Linked DNA regions of Gossypium hirsutum: regions 2 and 3 are each linked to region 1. The links are chromatin contacts, called in public Hi-C maps. All regions are on one chromosome and are shown on one strand. Each heading gives the region's core, a stretch centred on a gene start, on an enhancer-like site or on the middle of the called end of the contact. The rest is flanking DNA. Distances are from core to core; before and after follow the strand shown.

Region 1 (2,700 bases), core at 135-2,634:
TACCTTGTTTGTTACATCCATTAGTTTATTATAGACAGGACTTTTGGATTTTTCTGCATTCTCATTATAAAAAAGCTGCCAAGTAAACAATTATTAATAGAAAGTTTTTCAATAAGCAAACTCTTTATTTATCTTCCTTGTTGCAGTGATTATTAAAAAAAAAAAAACCTTTTTTTCTCAGTAGTTGAGTATGGCGACAAAAAGAGAGACCTGGCCACCTTACAACACGCACAACCTTACTTTATTATTTTTACTTTTTTCTATTGATATTATAGAAGGTCAAAGCTCCTTAATCATATATGTGTGTGCATATGTACATATATTTTATTGATTATTTTAATTATGTGGATTCTATGACAAATGTTAGTCTCTTTGATACTGCAAGACAATATGGGTATCTGGTTAGGAACCTATTTTGTCCTAAAAGAAAGAAGATTTAGACAAAGAGAAACCCCACAAAACCCTCATATTCCTTTAGGCATCCAATGTTTTACCTTTCATCCCTTTTGAGGTTCAGAGGCTACTTTTTTTTTTAAAACTTTTTATGCCTGTGTTAGAAACTTACATTTGGACATAATTGAAGTCCTTGATTAGTGTTCATAATCCGTTATTTTTGGAAGCACTTGCTTTTCAGAAGAACTGAGACTGTTAACGATTTATTGGATATTATATGGACTGCCTGTTTGATAATATATTAATGAAATTTGGGGGGGGGGGTTTGCCAGATACCCCAAATTATTTGCTACAGCATTGTTTGTACAAGATTAGTTGAAAAACCAACTCAGATACCAGATTTGGTTGTAGATTAGGGGAACTCATGGCCTTTGGGTTGAAATAATTCAACAAATAATCAAACTAACCATCATTTCACCTATATTAAACAACCATTTTAATACTGTAAATGATGATTTTGTTAAATGTCCAGTTGCCAATCATGAGACAGAAACTTTTGTCATGTGTATGTACACATGTGATAGGGTGGTGTTCACATTTGTGTCAAACAAGTAGGTGAATAGAATGCACCAAGATCAAGTTAAGTGCTGAGCTAACTTCATGGCTACAGTAAAGTTGGAGGGGGACCTTCTTTTGTTCTTTTCAGATTGGTGGAGAAAAAAGATGTACATGTTAGCTAAGACAAGAATTTCAGGTGGCCAGATTTCTGTACCTCTCCAGTTTTGGCTTATTACTAAATGAAATCAATGGAAATTAAATAATACTTTGGTAATTAAAAGAAAATTTAATGGCTACCCATGTCTCTAATACTAATCCTATGTCTAACATACATGAAACTGAATGGATTGTAGAATCACACAAAGTGATACATAGTAATTAGTACAGGATGAGACAGGGAAGGAGGGATGGTCACCAACTCCCACTTGCTCTTCAACAATGGAAGGGAAAAAAGAAATTAGAAATTGACTAATGGAGGTATCAATAAATATATGATTGTGAGGGCTAAAATATTCTTTTCTCTAAGCTCTAAATAGTTGTAGGTATTATTTATCTTTCTTCAATTTGTCTACTTTAAGATCTCTGGTAGTCGGTTGATTGAAGAACAGTGACTACTTTTGGACATTTGACAATTGACGTTAAAGGGGGGATAATGTCAAAAAAACAAAGCTTGAGTTGTGTTGTGTTGGGGGTATACCTATGCCAACTTTCCTCTTCCCTTGAAGCCCACGAGCTGGTTTTACATCTTTTAATGTAAAGAAAAAGAAAGAAAGAGAGCCTCCTTAATTTACAAAAGCTAACTGGTTTCTTGAGTGAGTGAAAATTGAGCAACTTAAGAAAAAAGAGAAAGAAACGCTGGTCAAAAGCCAACAAAGTCTCATTTTTCCTTATCCGTATTTGTGGGTTTTATGCAAAAGCATATTTCAGACTTCTGCTAATTTTCAGACTGGTGTTTTTTATCAGCAAAATGATCACTTTCTGCATTGTGGGTAGTTCCTTGAAGTCCCAGTACACTTGAAAATGCAAGAAGACAAGTTTAGTTTTGGAGTGTAATCAAGGGTCTCTAAGAACCCCCATTTGTTCTTTCTCTTCTCTCAAATTGTGTGTAGTGCACTCTGCTGGTTCATCTTCCTCAGTAACCCCCTGGTGTTCCCCTTGTTTTTTTCTTTTAGAGCCTAACTGGTAAAAGCCTTGATACATTTTCATCTGTCTTTTGGTTTTTCTGCTCAGATATAACGCAATTTATCTCTGATGCTATTTTTCTCAGTGATGGGGTTTCAACTTCAAGGCAGTGGAGAAAGTGAAATGTTGGGGTTGAAAGTGACATCTTCAAGGCATAAGCGTTCCAAGAGGTGACCCTTCAAAAAAAAGACTTTTGTTTGTTTGGGATCACCTTTCTTGTAAAATGTTAAGCTTTTTGTCTAACAGGAACGAGTTCTGAAATGGGGTTTGCTTAAAGAAAAACTGGGAACTTTAAGCATTTACAGAAGTAGAAAACCTTAAAGGCACAATTGGCTATTAATTTGGCTCTATGTCCATACCCCCTACTTTTGGTTGTTCATTAAATGCATTCAGGGGTCCAAATGGAGTTTGAAAATTAGCTTCTGTCATTAAATGTTTCTTTTCTTTGCTAAAGATTTTTTGTTTGTTCTTTATTTTATAAGTATCGCTTGTAATTAATAAGTCAGAGGTGAGTTACTTGCAAGCAAATGAAAACCGTTTTTGAGATGGTTTTCAGAAAATGGTAGC
Region 2 (2,700 bases), core at 59-2,558, 710 kb before region 1:
ATCATAACATTACATGCATAGACAAAGGTGTAACAATGAAATCATATTATAAACACTGATGATATCTGAACACAAGCAACCAGTGAATACTTATAAAGAACAGGGCAGTACTGTTGAACGGCGAGGTTCATCCCAAGTTCTACCATCTCCATATCTCTCATGATATCGCCCTTTATTACTTGAACCTTTAAGAATCTTGGTCAGCCAACCCATTATTTGAAATGCTTTTTGCTAACCAAGCAGTGTTCTTTTGCCTGCAACACCAAGTCATCCAGTTAGGAAAGCAAAAACAATTTTGACTCCCGAAATGGAATTGCAACTATAACTATAGATAGGGGAAAGCCATTATTAGAAAACAATAAGTGTTTATATAGCGTTAGATATGATTCTCGTAAAATATATAAAGGAGTTTCCACTTTAGGAGGCATTATCTAAATTGACCGACTGTCAAGGCTGTTGACTTCAATCATACAAAAACTATTTTTAACATAAATAATAGATAAAAGAGAAACTAGTCAATGACAGTACAAGTTTTGACCCAAATCATAAAACTCAAAGGGGTTACCAAATGCAATGAAATTTTCTTAAGTACAATATGGATTTCCCAAATTCAATCCCATAAAATAAATTTCCCCAAGGACCAGAATCCAATTTCCCAGACTTTCCTACAATTATTGCTTTCGGTGGCCTTAAATTGCCTCATCTCATCTCATCTCCTCTCATATTCATATAAATATGTAAGCACTCAAAACTAGAAGAACCAATATTGATGAGTAAAACAAATTATATATAAATACTGGAAATCAAAATGATATCAAACAATAGGCGACGAAGTGAATAAAGAAAAAAGTTAAAAAGAAACAAAGACTAACCAAAGAGTGAAGAATATGCAGAAACAGCAGAACCTGATGAATCCCAGATCAGGAACAACACGAAATTGATATGAATGCATAGTCATGGAATTATAGGAGACAAAAGGATATTCCAAGTTAGACCCTTAATTGCCATCATCTTAGAAAGAAAATAGAAAAAAACTGACCTTTCTTTTCTTCTTGTGACAGACAAAAAAAAAAGAAAGAAAGTGTTAAATAACCAATTCCTAGTGAAAGATAAAGTAGAAAAAAGTAGAGAGTATGAATTAAAAAGAGAGCTTGAATCCTAAGCAAAAACAAAATCACAGTGAAAGCAGGGTTGGGAAATTGAAAATAGCGATCATCCGGGTGTATGATGTTTAGCGTAACAACCACCAAAAAGATTGGTTTTTTATAAAGCAGATTAAAGGAATGAAGAAAAGGCATATGGGTTTGTTGAATTGTTACATTAACAAGTGGGTCCTTCATGTTATTGCCCATTTTCCACCACACTCCACTACACGTCAATAACACTTCAGCTTTTTTTGCTTTTCTTGTTGAAAAACATGACAATGAGAGAGGGAGAGAGAGAGGAAAGAAAAGAAGGTAGGACTTGAATTTCATTTCTTGATCTTCCTTTTGCAGTTGAGTTTTGTGGGGGGCACTTGCAGTTACTCTGTACTTACTCTGGTTTATTTTGTGTCCCTAGTTTTAGCACCCCTCCTTTTAGGTCACTGCCCCACGAATCACATTATGTTAAATGGCAAAACAATAAGCTCACCCTTTTTTTTAATAATAACCCATTAATAAATTGTTGAAGCTGGTTTAATTTGATTCAAAATATGAGTACATTATGCATTATTATTTAATATCATATTAAGAAGTTCTCTATATTAAAAGTTAGATTATATTTTGTCTAGAAAAAATAGTTAAATTAACATTTGTAAATTAGATTAAAGAACAAACTAGTTTTTCTATTAGAATTTTATCTATTTAATTTATAAAGGAATCATCTATTTTTATTATTAAAAATTACTTTTTATATGTCAATATAAGGTACACATAACACGACATATGTCATTGTCGGGTTTTCTTATACCAATTTTTAACCATATAAATAGATAAAATTTTTAATAAAAATGACAAATTTACTCTTTTTAAATAGATACGACAAAATATAATCTAACTCTTAGTTCAAGAATCTCTATGGAACTTTTGGCCAATATTCTACAACCAACCAATGTCGCCCTTTTGAATTATTTTTATTCTTTCAGTTTACTATTTAAAATTTTTTTTATCTCACTTAAAGTTTCATTAGTTTATTCATTTTTTAAAAAAAAACTCCTCAAAAATAAACCCAAACCAGCAAAAATAGTAAAATTTTCAAGAAACAAGTTAAAAAACTACTCCTAATGTCAATACCAAATAGCTTGAAAAGATAACCCTTCATTTTTTTCTTTTCTAAAGGAAGCTTAAAAAGTAAATTTGAAAGATCCATTATCCATAGAAACATTTTTTATATGATAATCAATCATCTGCAATATATACATATAAGGTTCCTAATGAGTGTATAAGCATGTGCATGCTTTTTTTGTTTACTATTCTATTTCTTGTATCCAACACCATACCTTTCATTTGCATGTGCCCTCAATCTAGAGACAGCTAAATTTCATGAGTCTAAGTGCTTGTTCAGATTATACTTAATCAATAATTTATTTAAAAAAAAAGTTTACTCAAATTAGTCAGTGCATGCAAGACTTTATTGGTTTGTTATAGATTAGGTGATATATTTATATAAATAAAAATAAATAAATTATAGTTTTCTTGTTCGGTTGCGTATAGATGTGTA
Region 3 (2,700 bases), core at 47-2,546, 730 kb before region 1:
CATGGCGTGCCAGTAGAGTCATCATTCTTTGCACTGTGTAAATGTCATGACTGAATCCTGGCTGAGAAGCTACCCAACAGAAGAAATTCCAAGCTGTCTCAGGTGAAGTGAAATTCCTCAGAACTTTGCAAACCAACCTACTAGTCCACACAAATTTAGCATCTTCTAATATAGTTACCACTTCAGGACTCCATTGTTTTAAGGCATTTGCCAAAGCTTTTGGATCCAACCATGGTTTCAGTTTGACCGTATGAACATCAACTCCCTCATTTACATCATCGTCACCATCCTCATCCTCATCCTCGTCACTACTATCCTCACAAGAACCTACACTCTTGATCCTTCCATCAGGCAACATTTCTACAAGAAACTCATCCGTCTCACCAGCAAACCCTGCCTCCTTCATTCGTTCCAAATATATTCGCATTGCCCGTCCAGGAAGTTTCCCATCCTCCCTCATTTCTTTAAGCAAACTTTTCACCACATCAAACCGTTCTCCACCAACAAACCCTTCAACCAAAATCAGAAACTGTTTCAAAGTCCTCTTTATTCTCATTGAAGGCAACACAGTGAACACTTCCATAGCGGCATCCAACTTCCCTAACCTTACAAGATGCTCTATCAAAATCGTGTAAGTCCTGGAATTTGGAATCACTCCTTGATCAATCATACCTCGAAAAGCTTCCACGGCTTCAAAATTCATATCCTTTTTAGCATAAAGCCCCATGACAATGTTGTGAGCCTCTGTTGATAGGCGATTTTCCTCATTCCTATACTCTTCCCATGTTTCCAAAACTTTTTGAAGGTCCCCAGCAGTAGAATACCAAAACAAAAGGTTCATGAAACTGGCTTTAACATTGTTAAATTTTCTATCTTTAGCGTCACCGATCAGGGCCTTGAGTTCCACCTTTCGCTTGAACTTAGCAAGAACAGTAGCAAAAGCAAAAATAGTATTCTGTGAATGCGCAAAGTTTGGAACTTGCTTAAGGTTTTCAAAGAAAGAAATGGCAGAGTCCGCTGAAGGAGCAGAACGAAAAGCGTTAGCAACAACGAAGGAGTCAAGGAGTCGAGTTTGGAGAAGAGGGTTGAGTGAGTTAGGAGAGTTGGAACGGAGAGCGAGTCGGATTGAGTCAATGAGCTTGGCTCGGTGAAGGTAATGAGTAAGTTTGTTGGGGAATGGGTCGCGTGCAAAGGAGCGAACTTGTTGGTTTAGGAGGCTAAACAGGTTTTTAGAAGGCGAGAATCGTTCAAAAATCATTGCAATTTTATCAAAATGGAAAGACTGGGAAATAATCATCAAGCTAGCTTTGGGTCATGGTTTTTTGCGATGACAAAAACACGAACAGTTGGTCTGCATGCGAGATCTTTGACAAATCATGTCTTCAACGGCTGGATCGCGCCCTTTGAATTATTACGGGTCTAACTCTGAGGTCGCATCTGCCATTTGCCATGGCTTGTGATAAGGGTTAAAAGGTCGAAACTTGGGAATTCTGACCCAAATTTGAAATCACAACCAAATTAAATTAACAATTCAACATATATAACAGACTTTATAAAATTATCAAAATATGCCGATTTTTAGACACTTCTAGTTGGAAGTGTTTTTAGGTGAAATGTAGAAAAACGTTTCCAGCTAAAATCGCTTTCTGCCATGTTACTAGTAAAATGCTTCCAGCCGAAAGCGTTTATAAAAAATGCTTCTAGTTAGACGCATTTTTCACCCAATGACTAATTTTAAAGGAGCGGACGAACTCAGTTGGGGGTCCGCCGTGTTTGTGATATTGTACCGAGATATGTGTCGGGTGAAACAATCACGAAAAATCAAAATTGGTAGTTACATTTTACTATTGCAATCATGAGCGTGGTACTGATTTCCATTTTTGTGTCCTCGAGTGAACTACCCGTATACATTCCCACTCATAACAATGTAAAATTCATTAGATATTACCAAAATAAAATTGAATAAAATTAAAATTAAAATTATTGTGCTAACAAGTTTTTTAAATAGATGGAACCGTTGGCTAAGTCCATAGGATTACCTACTAAGCTTCAAGATATACGGCTTCTATTAGACCAACGACCAGAAGATGAGGTATCTATTTATTTAAATTCGAACTATATAATATTAACGTAGTGGATTTTGTATTTAGTAGTATATATATAACTAATGTTTTTTTATCCATTGGTAGTGTACACTACCGTCGAGATGCACAAGACCAATAAAGCATTGCGGTAGTTCGGATTCCGGCAGTTGATTCACGTGGCTCCTCAAGACCTTGATTATTTGCATCCTATCAACTTGCGGCGGTCAGATGAGAATTGGTCGGTATTTCACTCCTAACATATCAACATGTGAAATAATCGGTATGATTTCTTACCTACTAGTGAACCTATTGTCGCTCCGGAGTTAGCATGTGATCCAAAGTACATGTAACACCCTAAACCCGGCCTAGACGTCTAGACCAAATTTGGAGAGTTACATCATCAATACTAAAAATACCACAATTATAACGCAGTCAAAATAAGTCATTCATCACATAATATCCATCACAACAATTAACTAAGCATAAAATCTTCACAAATACCATAACATCATAAAATACTAAAATTCCTAGTAGTAATACTTAAAAGAAAAATAAAAGCTTGACCGAGCTCTCGCAGCGCCGACCCGTTCAAGTCTGTGAACCACCTACAATTCAA

Evidence for each region. Hi-C and Micro-C count contacts between places; a contact is called where the count stands out from the background.
Region 2: a contact with region 1 is called in a Hi-C map of leaf, with 2.2 times the contacts expected there. The contact joins the promoter of LOC107926505 here to the promoter of LOC107925663 in region 1. A contact is called at or near these places in 6 of 34 Hi-C or Micro-C datasets (hypocotyl, leaf and petal).
Region 3: a Hi-C map of leaf shows a contact between it and region 1, with 3 times the contacts expected there. The contact joins the promoter of LOC121211341 here to the promoter of LOC107925663 in region 1. A contact is called at or near these places in 3 of 34 Hi-C or Micro-C datasets (leaf and petal).

The regions. Positions count from the first base shown.
Region 1 is chrA12:17,330,827-17,333,526 of Gossypium_hirsutum_v2.1, forward strand. It overlaps LOC107925663, which reads left to right and starts at 1,385. Exons shown (of 12, transcript XM_016856376.2): 1 at 1,385-2,133; 2 at 2,219-2,303. The coding sequence starts at 2,221.
Region 2 is chrA12:16,622,866-16,625,565 of Gossypium_hirsutum_v2.1, forward strand. It overlaps LOC107926505 (protein DA1-related 1), which reads right to left and starts at 1,309. Exons shown (of 13, transcript XM_041084056.1): 1 at 1,040-1,309; 2 at 873-905; 3 at 112-254. The coding sequence starts at 213.
Region 3 is chrA12:16,604,137-16,606,836 of Gossypium_hirsutum_v2.1, forward strand. It overlaps LOC121211341 (pentatricopeptide repeat-containing protein At5g66631), which reads right to left and starts at 1,297. Exons shown (of 3, transcript XM_041084055.1): 1 at 1-1,297. The coding sequence starts at 1,297.